Regions from separate parts of the Mus musculus genome. Here regions 2 and 3 are each linked to region 1. The links are chromatin contacts, called in public Hi-C and HiChIP or PLAC-seq maps. All regions are on one chromosome and are shown on one strand. The core of a region is the stretch at or near the end of the contact, and the rest is flanking DNA. Distances in the headings are between cores, read along the strand shown. Region 1 holds the start of Samd5 (sterile alpha motif domain containing 5). Region 2 has its middle 150 kb from the start of Gm48750. Region 3 has its middle 140 kb from the start of Samd5.

Evidence for each region. A called contact is a pair of places that touch in the nucleus more often than the background predicts. HiChIP or PLAC-seq counts read pairs in DNA pulled down with a chosen protein or histone mark.
Region 2: a contact with region 1 is called in a Hi-C map of the N1E-115 cell line, with 14 times the contacts expected there. The contact joins the enhancer-like site here to the promoter of Samd5 in region 1. A contact is called at or near these places in 2 of 39 promoter capture datasets (both in the 3T3-L1 cell line), 4 of 484 Hi-C or Micro-C datasets (the N1E-115 cell line, pancreatic cancer cells, psoas muscle and 1 more), 8 of 115 datasets of contacts at active chromatin or transcription factors (SST interneurons, a colorectal cancer cell line, craniofacial prominence and 5 more) and 1 of 9 other capture datasets (embryonic stem cells).
Region 3: a contact with region 1 is called in an H3K4me3 HiChIP or PLAC-seq map of craniofacial prominence, with 4 times the contacts expected there. The contact joins the enhancer-like site here to the promoter of Samd5 in region 1. A contact is called at or near these places in 1 of 39 promoter capture datasets (the 3T3-L1 cell line), 6 of 484 Hi-C or Micro-C datasets (3T3-L1-derived adipocytes, the HL-1 cell line, the N1E-115 cell line and 3 more), 8 of 115 datasets of contacts at active chromatin or transcription factors (craniofacial prominence, embryonic fibroblasts, embryonic hindbrain and 5 more) and 3 of 9 other capture datasets (adipose tissue, embryonic stem cells and pancreatic islet).

Annotation. Positions count from the first base shown.
Region 1 is chr10:9,673,569-9,677,584 of GRCm38.p6, forward strand. Samd5 (sterile alpha motif domain containing 5) reads right to left here and starts at 1,640. Exons shown (of 2, transcript NM_177271.3): 1 at 937-1,640. The coding sequence starts at 1,395.
Region 2 is chr10:9,501,895-9,505,910 of GRCm38.p6, forward strand. It overlaps a transcript of Samd5 not described here. Among named protein-coding and RNA genes, the nearest start is that of Gm48750, 150 kb to the left of the region's middle. Within about 2 kb of position 1,742, at least 48 of the 459 cell types and tissues checked have an H3K27ac peak or open chromatin away from gene starts, as enhancers often do. A contact at or near this core is called in the N1E-115 cell line and pancreatic cancer cells, where this site is marked.
Region 3 is chr10:9,532,455-9,536,470 of GRCm38.p6, forward strand. It overlaps a transcript of Samd5 not described here. Among named protein-coding and RNA genes, the nearest start is that of Samd5, 140 kb to the right of the region's middle. Within about 2 kb of position 2,332, at least 8 of the 459 cell types and tissues checked have an H3K27ac peak or open chromatin away from gene starts, as enhancers often do. A contact at or near this core is called in the N1E-115 cell line and craniofacial prominence, where this site is marked.

The DNA.
Region 1 (4,016 bases), core at 390-2,889:
AAACCTATTCACTTCACTAAGCCAAACCAACCCACTTGAAGCTAGAGACAGCACTCTGGTGTAAAAATGCACTTTCTGGTACTTAATTGTTCAAACCTCATGCCACATGTCTGCGTGCCACACAGAGCGGCCATGAGAACGTGTAGCCTGCTCTCACGTGTGAGGATTGCTTTCTAGGTACTGAAATGTCACCTCTTCCTGGCCTTCCTTACACATGTGCCTTGGAGTTTTGAAAAGAATCTATCTTCCTTTCATCTGAATCACTAGTGATACCACAGACCCCAGATGACCCGTTTGCTCAGCATCCCATTACCCGGAATCCTTAAGCTTTAGGAGCCTCCTGTGAATAGGCACAAGTTTTGTGTTTAGCACGCCCCCCCCCCCCACCACCACCACACACACATAGGTTCCTGTTAATGGGACACTTCTCCATAGCATGGAATTGAGAACAGCAGGCCCTGAATTCCCCTACTCCTTTGGCAATAGTCACCCACTCCTCTTGGAAGTTTCTCAAAACTCAGAAGAAAAAAGTAAAGAAAAAGAGGAAGGTTGAAAATAAGGCAGATGTGACCCATCTTTTTTTTTTTTTTCACTCTTCCAAGCCAGACACTACTAGAGGCATTAGGATTTCCCAGAGGCATTAGGATTTCCCGGTGGCCACCAAAAGCAAGCACCCATTGCTCAGAACCTGACAATCGAGCCCATATGCTAGGGTGCTGTTAAGAGTTGTCTACATGCAAAATATGAGTGAGCAGCTATTATTAGAGACGCCAGCACAGAAGGAATAGATAGATAACGCAGAAAACGGGAGAACCAGACACCCCGAACACCCTGGTTTCTCAATTGTCACCTAGACTGACTGCTGAGCCGCTGCAGAAGCTCCAGGCCTGGTTCCCTCCCGCCATGCCCAAGGTCGCCCTGGCGGGGCCTCCTTACCTTGCGTGAGTATGGGGGTTTGCTCAGGTGGATGCCATCGCGGACCAGCTTATCCCGGATCATGATCTTCAGCTTCAGCTTAGGGTAGCTCACCAGCTCCCTGCTGCAGGGAGCGCCCGGCTGGCCACGGGGGTCCCCGCGAGTGCCCTGGGCTGAGCTGCCACATGGCTCCCCCCGGCGGCCTGGGGGCACCGCTTCTACCAGCGGTGCCGGTGGCACGGGCTGCGGTTCAAGGGTGAAGTAGAGGCCGGCAGCGGCCGCATCCTGTTCCCGCAGCCGGTGCACAGCCTCTAGGATGCGCCGGCGGTGCGCGGGAGCCAGCACCCCGATGGCGTCCAGGTCCGGGTCTCCGATCTGCTTGCACACTTCCAGGTCATCGTAGCCATTATCCACGAAGGACTCAGCGTACTGTGGGAGCTGTAACGCTTTCAGCCACTCGTAAACTATGTTGGTGCACATGGCTGAGACTCGGAACTCGCCAGCGAGTACCCAAGTGACACGGGCGGCACCAGTTCTTGCAACTTTTAATCCTCTCCTGGAAAGGGGTGGGGAGAAGAAACAGCAGGAAAAGTTTCTCCCTTAGTGGTTAGGCTCCGGCCGCAGAGTCAGAGCCATAGAAAGCAGCCGGGGAGGGAGCGAGAGAAAACGAGGAGCGTCTAGCGGCGAAGTGGATTCCCCGAGCAGGCGCGGCGCTCGCGGGCACTGGCGGCTGGGCGAGCGGCTGGGCTCCGCGCCGCCCCTGGATGCGCGGCCACCGCGGGGAGGGGCGCGCAGGCGGGGCCGGGCACACCCCTCGCACCCGCGCGGGTCACCGTCGCGCTGCGCCGCCCAGGAGGTTCCCCAGCTGGGGCAGTCTGGGGAGTGCTCGCTGCATGTCGCTATCTGGCCGGCTCCGTGGACGTCTGCAACCGGGTCCCACGCCGTGGAGGCGGCTCCGGCGGGCAGACCGGTGGATGATGGCGAGCGCCTGGTCTGTGCGCTTGTCAGTCACTGTCGTTCCCGGGGTCACGGTGACCCGGTGGCTATTAAGCTTCCGGACTCCGGTGGCTGCCCTGGATATCTTTCGACATTTCTTTTGAATCCGACTTCTCCAAACCCCTAGATTTTTTTTTCTTCGCTCAGTTCCCAAGCCAGTGGGTACTCTCGCCTGGGTGTCCAAGGGGAGGACCCGGTCACTGGTCCTGAGAGAAGCTGTTGAGTCCAGTGTCCCTTCTCCTTTCCCGATGCACGTAGAATGTCCTTTCAAAGGAGCGGGTTGCTAAGGCTCCACAGGCACGGTGTGTCTGGCTCTGTGGTGCTGCGCTCTGTGCCCCAAGCAGCTGCGTTTTGGCAGCAGGGTGGGAGCGACGTGGGGACTGTCCAGCCTGATGGGCGCGAGGCCCCTCCTCGCTATAACTAGTCACACCGGGTGGGTGTCGGGAGGGGCACGACTGCTCCCGATTGCCTCTCCCTCCAAGGCCATCTGACCTGCGAAAGTTTGGGGTGGGTTGTTACTTTCTCCTCCTCGGTCAGCGCATCCCTACCTGATCGGCATCCCTCCCCACCCCCACCTTCCTTCCAGCCACACAAGCACACCGCGTTGTGTCAGACCCCCTCAATCTCTCCCTGCCTTTTTGCTTTCTATTCACTTCGCGTTACAGCTCTTCTGCCCCAGGTGGCTCCCTGCCCAGGGACAAGAGAGGTTTTCTGCCTCCGAGACAGGGACCACAGCCGACTCCCCCTTCTCTGCCCCAGGGTCGCGTGTTAATTGATACACCACCACATACACCACCACGCAGCTGTGTTAAAGAGAACACTAGGGCATCTAGCACTTCTGCCTAGATGGGAGTAACAAAATTAACCGAGATTCCCTCCTGGTGCCCATGGCCCAGCTTTGAATGGAGGCGGGGGAGTGGGGAGGAGAAGGGCGACCCCCCGGAGTTCCTAGGCCTCTTTTCACTTCGTCTGATCTTTGGGGAAGCAGTTAGAACCTTAAGAAACCTTGCAGGCAGCAACAATTTCCTTTTCACAAAAGTAACACTCAGCTTCACTCTAGAGCCAGACCTGGCCAATACCCTTCCTGAAAGAGTCCTTCTGGGGCCCTACCTGTCTCTAGGCACAACACTAATGATGGCACTGCCCATCCGTGGCTTTAGAGTCGTTCCCCGTGGCTCCAGGACCGTTGGCTGTGGGTAAGGGACTCTCTGTGCCACGTTTCCACTAAATTAGTGAAGCTTAAACCCCTCTTGGGACAGACACTGAGAATCAAACTAACTCTCTCTCTCTCTCTCTCTCTCTCTCTCTCTCTCTCTCTCTCTCTCTCTCTCTCCTTTATGGTCTGTAAAATACCTGATATGGGTGAACCCAAAATGCGTCCCGTATTTCTACAATAGCTGGGGCCTATATGCTGAGTCCCAAGCTCCTGGATCCAAACGTCTCATACTGAAAAATAGCTACCAGGAAGAACCTTCTGTTTGGGAAGAAGAAAGACTACAACGCGGGTAGTCACGGAGCCGTGTCTGCCCGCAGTCCTAGATCACCCGCGTTTCCGTGTTCAGAGACTAGATTATGGTTCTGATCCTGGAGCAAGGCTCTGGGTTACCCCGGACCCTCCCTACCTAGCACGGATTGTAACTTGCCCTCCGTCCCTTGCCAAAGCAAGCTCACAGTGCCCTCTTGTGTCCAAGTGCTGGAATTTTAAGGCGTTGCCCAAGTCCCAAACTTGTTTTGTTCGGCTGAAGGAAGAAGAGGGCTTTATGGTTCCTATTTGCCTTCGTAATGTACAGATAATGCCCTCGCGTGTACCTTTATATCTCAATGCTTTGTCATGAAAACCGTTGGGTTTTGGTGAGGTGGGTATTGCAGTACTTTCAAAACAAGTCTGCTTCAATGGAACAGAAGTTCTCTGTAAATGCTTCTTCGGAAGTTGGTACTATATGCCAGGCATCTGCATTTATGTCTAAGTATATGTGGCTCTTAGAAGTATTATCCGCTATGTTACAAAAAAAGGAAGACCCATGTGTGAAACATTCCCTCCTCGTCTGGTCACTGTAGAGGAAAGGGTAGAGAACTATGAAGACAGAAACTCAGGGACAGGCTTC
Region 2 (4,016 bases), core at 492-2,991, 170 kb before region 1:
AGCGTTTTTGATTTTACTGGCTTACTGGGTATTGTGGTATCTAACTGTGAGGTTGGTGGCTCAATTTGGTTGCTAGAATGTAGGACAGAGCTGGCTCATTTTTAATATTTCCTGCAACACACCCCTCCCCATGCTCCCTAACTGATCCATAGCTTCTCATCTAAACTGTTAAAGCATTGCACAGTGTATTCTTAGCATAGGGCTCCTTCCTGCCTCCAATTCTTTAAGTGCATTTCTAATGTCTGGTTACAATTTTAAAACCAGCATCTAAGGAAAAAAATGTGTTGCTAAAATATATCTAATATATTTCCCCCATTTGATCTTTGAATATATTTAATTCTATTTTTAATTCTCAAGCTCTGCTTTATTCAAAGCAAGTATGATAGATCAACTTGTTTTTAATAAGCTCTATTCCAGAGCATCTTAATTTGATTACCTAAAATTTTTATAAATGATCACAACCAAAAGAAAAATGGCTCTGTCTATTTTAGTATATTGTTTGGTTTTAAAGATATTTTGTATCTTCTATATAATTATGACTTCACTAATGTGGGTAGACATTTTCACATATAATGTTTATAACTATCACACATTTGTTTGTGTTAGCACTTGTAAATATCTCATGACTTTTCTCTAATCATATCTTCTAGAGAGGATGTTGAGATTAGTGTCCAAGGCCCCTTAATGTTTAATTATAATTGTTCTTTGACCTCACCCTTCCGATGTAGAAGAGCTGAGAAACAGGTGTCAGTGTAGTCTACAGGAAATACACTGTTGACTTTTTAGCTGAAAATGTAAGATTCAAGATGTTTTTCTTCCAGCTAAAACAAGTATGAACAGGCATATTAGCAAGACCCCTGCTTCCACCCTAATCTATCTTCCTCTTCAATCAGATAGCTTTTATTTAATGTGCAAGGCTGTACTCTGCTGGCACTTGGTCTGCTCCACTCATAGTCCATTAGCCAAGAATTGGGCAAGAACATAATTCAATCTGTGATTTCGATTTCCCACCAGCAGATCCTGCTTGCCTTTATCTTCCTTTCTAGTAATACTGTTTAAATATGCCAGTTGCTCTGTGCTCTGGGAAATCATGGGGCTAGAACTAGAGCTTTTTCACTGAAGACTAGGATACACACTCTCATATAGACTCACTGAGACCTCTGCTGATCAAGACCTGAGCACCAGTGACCATGCGCAGGATGCGGTTTTGCTTAGTACACATCAAACACTGGTGGTCCAGAGTACAATGCTCACCTGTGCAGCTGGCTCACATGACATAGCACATGTAGCATGGCAGTTCAGAATGTCACAGAAACAGAAGAAGTAGACTTTCTGTACTTAAAACAACAGCAAGCAAAAACATTAAGTTAAATTAAATTATATTAAATTAAACAAATAAAATGTTTCAGGTTGGAAGATGGTTTGGGCTAAAGAGACTCGCCTCCCACACTTGGCCACTTGAGTTCCATCTCCCAAGCCCATATAAAGGTGAAGGAGACAGAAGAAATCCCACACAGTCACAAAGCTGGAAGTCACAACCAAGGTGAGGAGTAAGTTCTTTCTTTCTGCTGATGGCTCCTGAGACTCAAACTCTGGTAGACAGTAAGGCTTTGCAGAAAGGGCTGATACTTGCTGAGCTAGCTCACTGGCTCTGTTTTGAACAATCTTATGCTTCCATGACAAAGAATATAGAGCCTGAGAATAACAAGAGCAATTTTTTTAAAAAATCAAATAAAAATCCCAGATATCAAACAGATGACTAAACACTAAACTGTCTTCCGGAAATGAGGCCCACAGTTTCCACCACTGCAAAGAACTGATTGCCACATTCTCAGGCTATGGCAGTGAAATTGGAAGGGCAGTTTACTTCCTGTAATTAGGGCTGCCTATCAGCATCAATAATGAATTTCAACCTCACTTTGATTCAATTGTAAAACATTTAATTCAAATGTTAGTCAAACGCAGATAACACAAACTTCCGTTCTGATGCATGTGTGTGACTTGGCTCTGCTGACCTCAGGCATCATGAGAGCCCTGTGTCTTGCTACTCTGAGTCATATAAATTATACTCTGCAATGTTTGAACGGATCTGCAACTTGCTGGTTAATAACTAGCTAACAATACACAGCCTGTTCATTCTAGAATTACTGCCGACAGAGGAATGGGTAACAGCCTCCATTCATGCTGACTCTCCCTAGTGAATAAAAACGTTTCACACTCAAATGTTTAGTGTTTAAAGGCTGGGCTTGTTAGTTAAATGAATTAATCTGGTGTGAAAACTATTTGCATTTTTAACATCATCAGAATTTCTTTCACCCCCAACTGTTTAGTTCACTGCTAGTATAATTATAATTAGCGGGGGCGGGGGGGGGCGCATTTTATTCAATGCTAACTGGCATTCAAGAGTTCTCATATGACTTCTAAAACCTTTCAAAGCCACAGAACAAGTAGGCGGGGCAAAGAAGACTATAAGCATCATTTCTTCAAGAACTGCTTCTCTGTAGCAGGAAACATTTCCTTACTTGTGTCTGACCATCACGCATGTAGCTCATGCAGACATGCAGATACCATGAACTGTGCTCTTGCTTTGTGGTAGGTTCTGAAGAATGTCAAATCACACAGACAGTGGGAACTCTGGCTGAAGGATGAATCAGGCTAGAGCAATTCCCTAAACAAGATTATATGGGGAAGTTTTTCTCTAAATTGAATGTGGTAGCTCACACTTATAATCTCACCACTTGAGAGGATAAAATAGGTTTAAATGTTAAACACTAGCTTCAACTACGTGTGTGCCTTTGACACAGGGGATGCTTTGTACACATAAAGCATACGTGAAAGGATTAATGAATGAGATGATTATCCTATACCCAAATACTCATGAGTCCAAAGTGCATTCAGTATACCAGGGCTATGACTGAACATCCCAGAGTGCACCACATTTGAGGGGTGTCAAAGGATAAGGTAATATAGGCTAGGCCATGAGGGACAAAGGAAACTATTGGGCTATATCTATGAAATGGCCCCCACAGGCTCCAGTGTTGCTGCCAGCTAGAAAGTGACTGGAACGTTAAGAGTGCTAACCTAATCTATGGTTCAATCTATTGGTTAATTCAAAACTTAAATTGGCCAGTAGGAAGTAGTGGAGCTGGAGAATCTAGGGGCTCATTGGAGAAAGTCACTGGGGCCTGTCCCTCCTGTGTACCATGCAGTGAGCTGGTTTGCTCCAATAATTCTACCTGCTGGGATGTTCTATCTTGTCTCAGGCCCATAGTAATGGAACCACTCTAATAATTAACACACCTCTGATGCCATAAGCCAAAATAAACCTTTTTCTTCTTAAGTAGTTTCCCCAGGAAACTGTCATAGTGACTAGCTTGTATCCCTAGAAAATTAATGTTGGAACTCTCAACTGCAAAATGACTAGATTTGGAAGTGAAACCTTTGAGACATGGTTAGGTCCCAAGGTGGAACACTCATAAATGGGTTTGACTTCCTTCTAGAAAAGACCTCAAGAGAACATTGTGATCACAGGGAATGACCATCTAAAACCTAAGAAGTGAGTCCCATCAGACACCAGATCTGCCAGCTTCCTGGTGTTAAAATACATAGACCTTAAATCTGTGAGAAAGAAATAGTTGTTGTTTTTTAACTCAGTCCATGGTGATATGTTATAGCAGCCTTCATGGAGACAAGTCTGCATATCTATGTATATATAACTCATTTACACATAAAGCCTTAAAGGCACGTAGGCTATTTACGATCAGCTAAGATATTTATTCAGAGAACTTTTCTCTTTTTCTCAATCTCTATCTCACCAGTTTTACTGCATCCTAAAATACAAACAGTGGTGAGACTCTTAAATAGGATACACACCATATAAAATGACATACCAGGTCTTGTATGGGCATCCATCCATAGAAACAGTCCACTCTACAGCTCCTGAAATAGGCACTGAGATACAAAACTGTAATCAAGTTCTTAAAGTCACACAGCTAATAGAAGAAAACAACAGATCT
Region 3 (4,016 bases), core at 1,082-3,581, 140 kb before region 1:
TTGATTTTATTTGTCTTTTTTTTTCCTGAAGCTACTCAATTTCAAAATATTAATATAGACATCATGGGGTTTATCTGGTAGAGGGATATAACAAGGCTAGAGTCTGATCTATGCAAAATGAGAACAGAAGCAAGCTTGCAGAAATCACATAAATTGCATTAAACGCTACTTGTAGGTTCCATTGCCTGAATTTCTCTGCAAATGCAACAAAGGCAACACTGTAGGAAATACAATGAAAACATTCTTTTAGGGGAAAATCTTCATTACCACAAACATGTTCCCCAGTCACAGCACAAATATTCATTCTGGTTAAACAAGGTTGAAGGACTCCCTACTCGATTCTCTGCAATCCTGGGACAAGATGAAGAAATTGTTCCCCAAGCAAATGTTTTAAAGGCTACAGTAGGCCAAACACAGAGAACAAAGACACCAACCACACTCTTTCAAGCATAAGCAAGAAGCAACACGAGAATGCCATTCCTCTAGTATATGTCCTTTTGCCCTCTTTAGTTTTTCTTTGACAGGATTTAGAAATTTTTTTGTGGTGAGCCTATAAAATTTAAAAAATCTACATGTTTCATGATGTCATGCTCATAACTGGGATACACATATTAAATGTGAGTTTGATTTTTTCCAGTCGATTCTTCAAATATCCCACACAATCGTGAGAGTTTAGTATGAAAATCTAATTAAATCTACACAGAGCATTCAATGTTTCTGGGCTTGTGTTTTTTACTTATTTACATTTTGTGAGGGTCATCACTTCCTGGCCATTTGCATACATTTTATTTAACTTCAAAAAGAGCCATCAGTAGACACATCTGTCCTATTTAGCTCTGTCTGTGATATAGGAACATTTTTCTATAAATGGATCATATACAAGCCTGGTTTGGGTGTCAGTAAGAAACTGGGATACAGGCAATCCACCTGCCTAGTACTTAGGTCTTAAAAGTGTAAGGACAAGTTTGGCCCACTCTGGAAGATGCCTTATGGTGTATATATCTCTGCTGGTCCCCTGGAGTTGTAATGATTGCTGTCAGCAGGGGTGCTCTTTCCTCTGACAGAGCTGACACTGCTGAGCACAAATTAAACCAAATCAGATTTTTAGGCTATGAAAGGGTTGTGGTCATGGGGGAGGGGCCAGATGCCCCTCTCAGGGCTGTCTTCTCACGGTTTGAAGTCAGTCAAGGAAACCCAGCACCAGGAAACCTCAGTGGCGATGTTGCAGATGGAAGGGAGACATTATTGTTTTCATTGAAGGTGCAATGAGAAAAAAAAAAAAACATATGGATGAGGAATTGCCAGCAGTTCTCTTTGCTTAGTCACAAGAAAACCAAAACCGAGGGTGAGCCCTGCCTGGTCCTTCTTAGCTTGACTTTGTTCACATAGCTTAATTAGAAATAGATGCAATATTCTGCTATAAGATTTCCAAAAGACCGAATATTCAAATTTCTTAAACAAGACAAAACAAAAAAAGAAGAAAGGGAAGGTAAAAAGAATTCCACTCTAGAATAACAGTGCTAATGATTTTAAAATTCTACATCAGGAACTAGGGCAATGGCATTGAGCAAAGCCCCTTCACATGTGGTACAGGCATGGTCTGGGACCTACGTTCAGATCACCAGCACCCACAGAAAATACAAGGCATGCTGAGGATCGGAAGACAAGCAGATCCTGGGCAGACCTAAAATTGAGAGCTCAGGTTCAGTGAGTGACTGTATCCCAAAACTAACAGGAAAAGCAATTCGGGAAGATTCCCAAAGTCCATCTCTGTCAGCTATACACACACACACACACACACACACACACACACACACACACACACATGCATAAATAGTGAAATGTTTTCAATTACTGATGTAAAGCCTAGCCAATACAATACTACTATTAATTCTAATACTTGCATTCCTCTCTAGCTGCATGGTAATTCACACTAAAACTCTGATGAAAGGCTTAATTGCATAGAGGTATGTTAATCCAGTAATGACAGATTATCAGAGATCATCATCACTTTTACAAAATATCTTACCAGACAGTTACTGCTATTCTGTGAAATATTAATAATTAAAACTGAATCACACTTGTCAAAATAAATACATTTGACTATTATAATATTCGCCCTTCTTTCCCTGCACTTGTTTTTTAAAGTGGCAGGTGTCAGAGTAGATCTTTTTGTTGCAGTACATGTATCCAATTATGCACATGGCTTGGAGAGGAGCTGACAGCAGATTGAGACGATTAAACGCATGCAAAACGGAATGCAGCAGAGCAGGCAGTTCTATGGAGTCATGTTCTGGGACAATCAAAGAAACAGCGCGGGCCCCAAATTGTACTTCATTACTGGCAGCAAACCAAGGCCTTTCTGATTGGATAGTCCCACCCCAGTACAGAGCATGACCTGAGGGGTCCCGGGACACTGATATGTGCTCATCAAGTGGCTGGCAGACACCGCAACCTCCAGAGGGGATGCATTTATTATTATACAGCTTACTGAATAACCCAGTGACCAGATTCCTGAGTTTCATATCTAAGTTTCAAGTCCTTCACCAATTCCACATATTACGTTAGAAGCCATCTGCCTCCTTCTGTTTCCAAATGTTCAGTTTCTCATTTGTGGTCAATTTATCAAAACAAACCAGCCCTCCTGCTCCAACGAGGCTGGTTGTCCATTGCCCAGAGGAATGGGGTGTCCCCGAGGTCTGCCAGCAGCAGGCTTCACTGGGAAGAGATACTTACAACCTCATTTGTTCTCTGTCCCCGAAGCTTGATAAGCTACGCATCGGATGAACTTCAAATGTTTAACTGAGAGACGTGTGTGAATTCATCAAATACTGACCTTGTTTTGCTCTTAGTTTGGATTGTACTGTCAGAACCACACTACAACCAGAGGCCATGGTTAGCTACACCAATCCCACTGCATCCTCATCCCAGTGCTGTGAGAACTACCTGCCACTTGACTCTTGGAAATATGGGAATAAGTAAGGAAGGGGTCAAACCGTCGAAGACCTTTCACAGACCACAGAAATGGGGAAACTATGCACCCAGATGAAGGGCAAACATCCAGGCCCAACTAAGAAGCATTTTTAAAGCACCTTGCAGCTTTTAGCTAGTCCTTATTTTGTGTCTGTGTTTGTGTTTGTGTGTGTGTGGGTGGGGGGTACTTGATTGAGAATACTGACTAATTTAGTGACTAATAATGTCTTCTAAGGTCATAAGATGTCCCCACACTTCTAAGACATTTCTGATCTGTTTCAAAGAATGCCTGTCTTAAGATTTAACAGATATTGTTCTCAATGACAATGCTGTGTATAATTTTGATCTATAATGACAGCAGGTGTGCTTTCCAAAATATTTTATGCATTTTCTTCTTTCCCATGAAAAACAATCCCTCCCTGCCTTAATTTACTCTTTGGCAAAAGCCTGCGAAGGTAAGGCTTTCAAATGAATTTTGTTTTTATTGTTATTGTTGCTTCTTTATTGATTATCTTGCCTGTTTGGGAGACAGGGTCTCGCTATGTAGAACAAGCTGGCCTTGAATGTGGCAATCCTCCTGCATCAGCTTCTTGAGTGCTGGTGTTTTAAGTATACATTCCATCATGCAAATACTACAAATACTTCTTAAAGGTGAAGGTCATTAGAATATCAAGAGTTGAGCTTTCTTTCTTGGTTGTTCTTTTACTGGGGAAGTCTTTAAGAAGAATTTGTGAAGCCATGCCCAGTGTCATGCAGAAGTTTAACATTTGTCGCCAATCTGCAACTTTCTCATCTCCTGGTCCCCTATGTTAGAGAGAAATCTGGGAAGAATGTTCTTAGGTGCTCTGATAGAAGCCGAGTCATTTATAAAAGAAAACACTGCCCCAAATAAACTCAGGTCTGCCATCAAACCATGAAACTCAAAGGACTTCCAGGGCCATAAAGCAGGGCTCCAATCTGAGAATATCTCTTTTTGCAAGGCAGAGGGTGCAGGTCTGGGGAAGGAGGGGATCTGCAAGGCACTCCACAAATCCTACATCCCA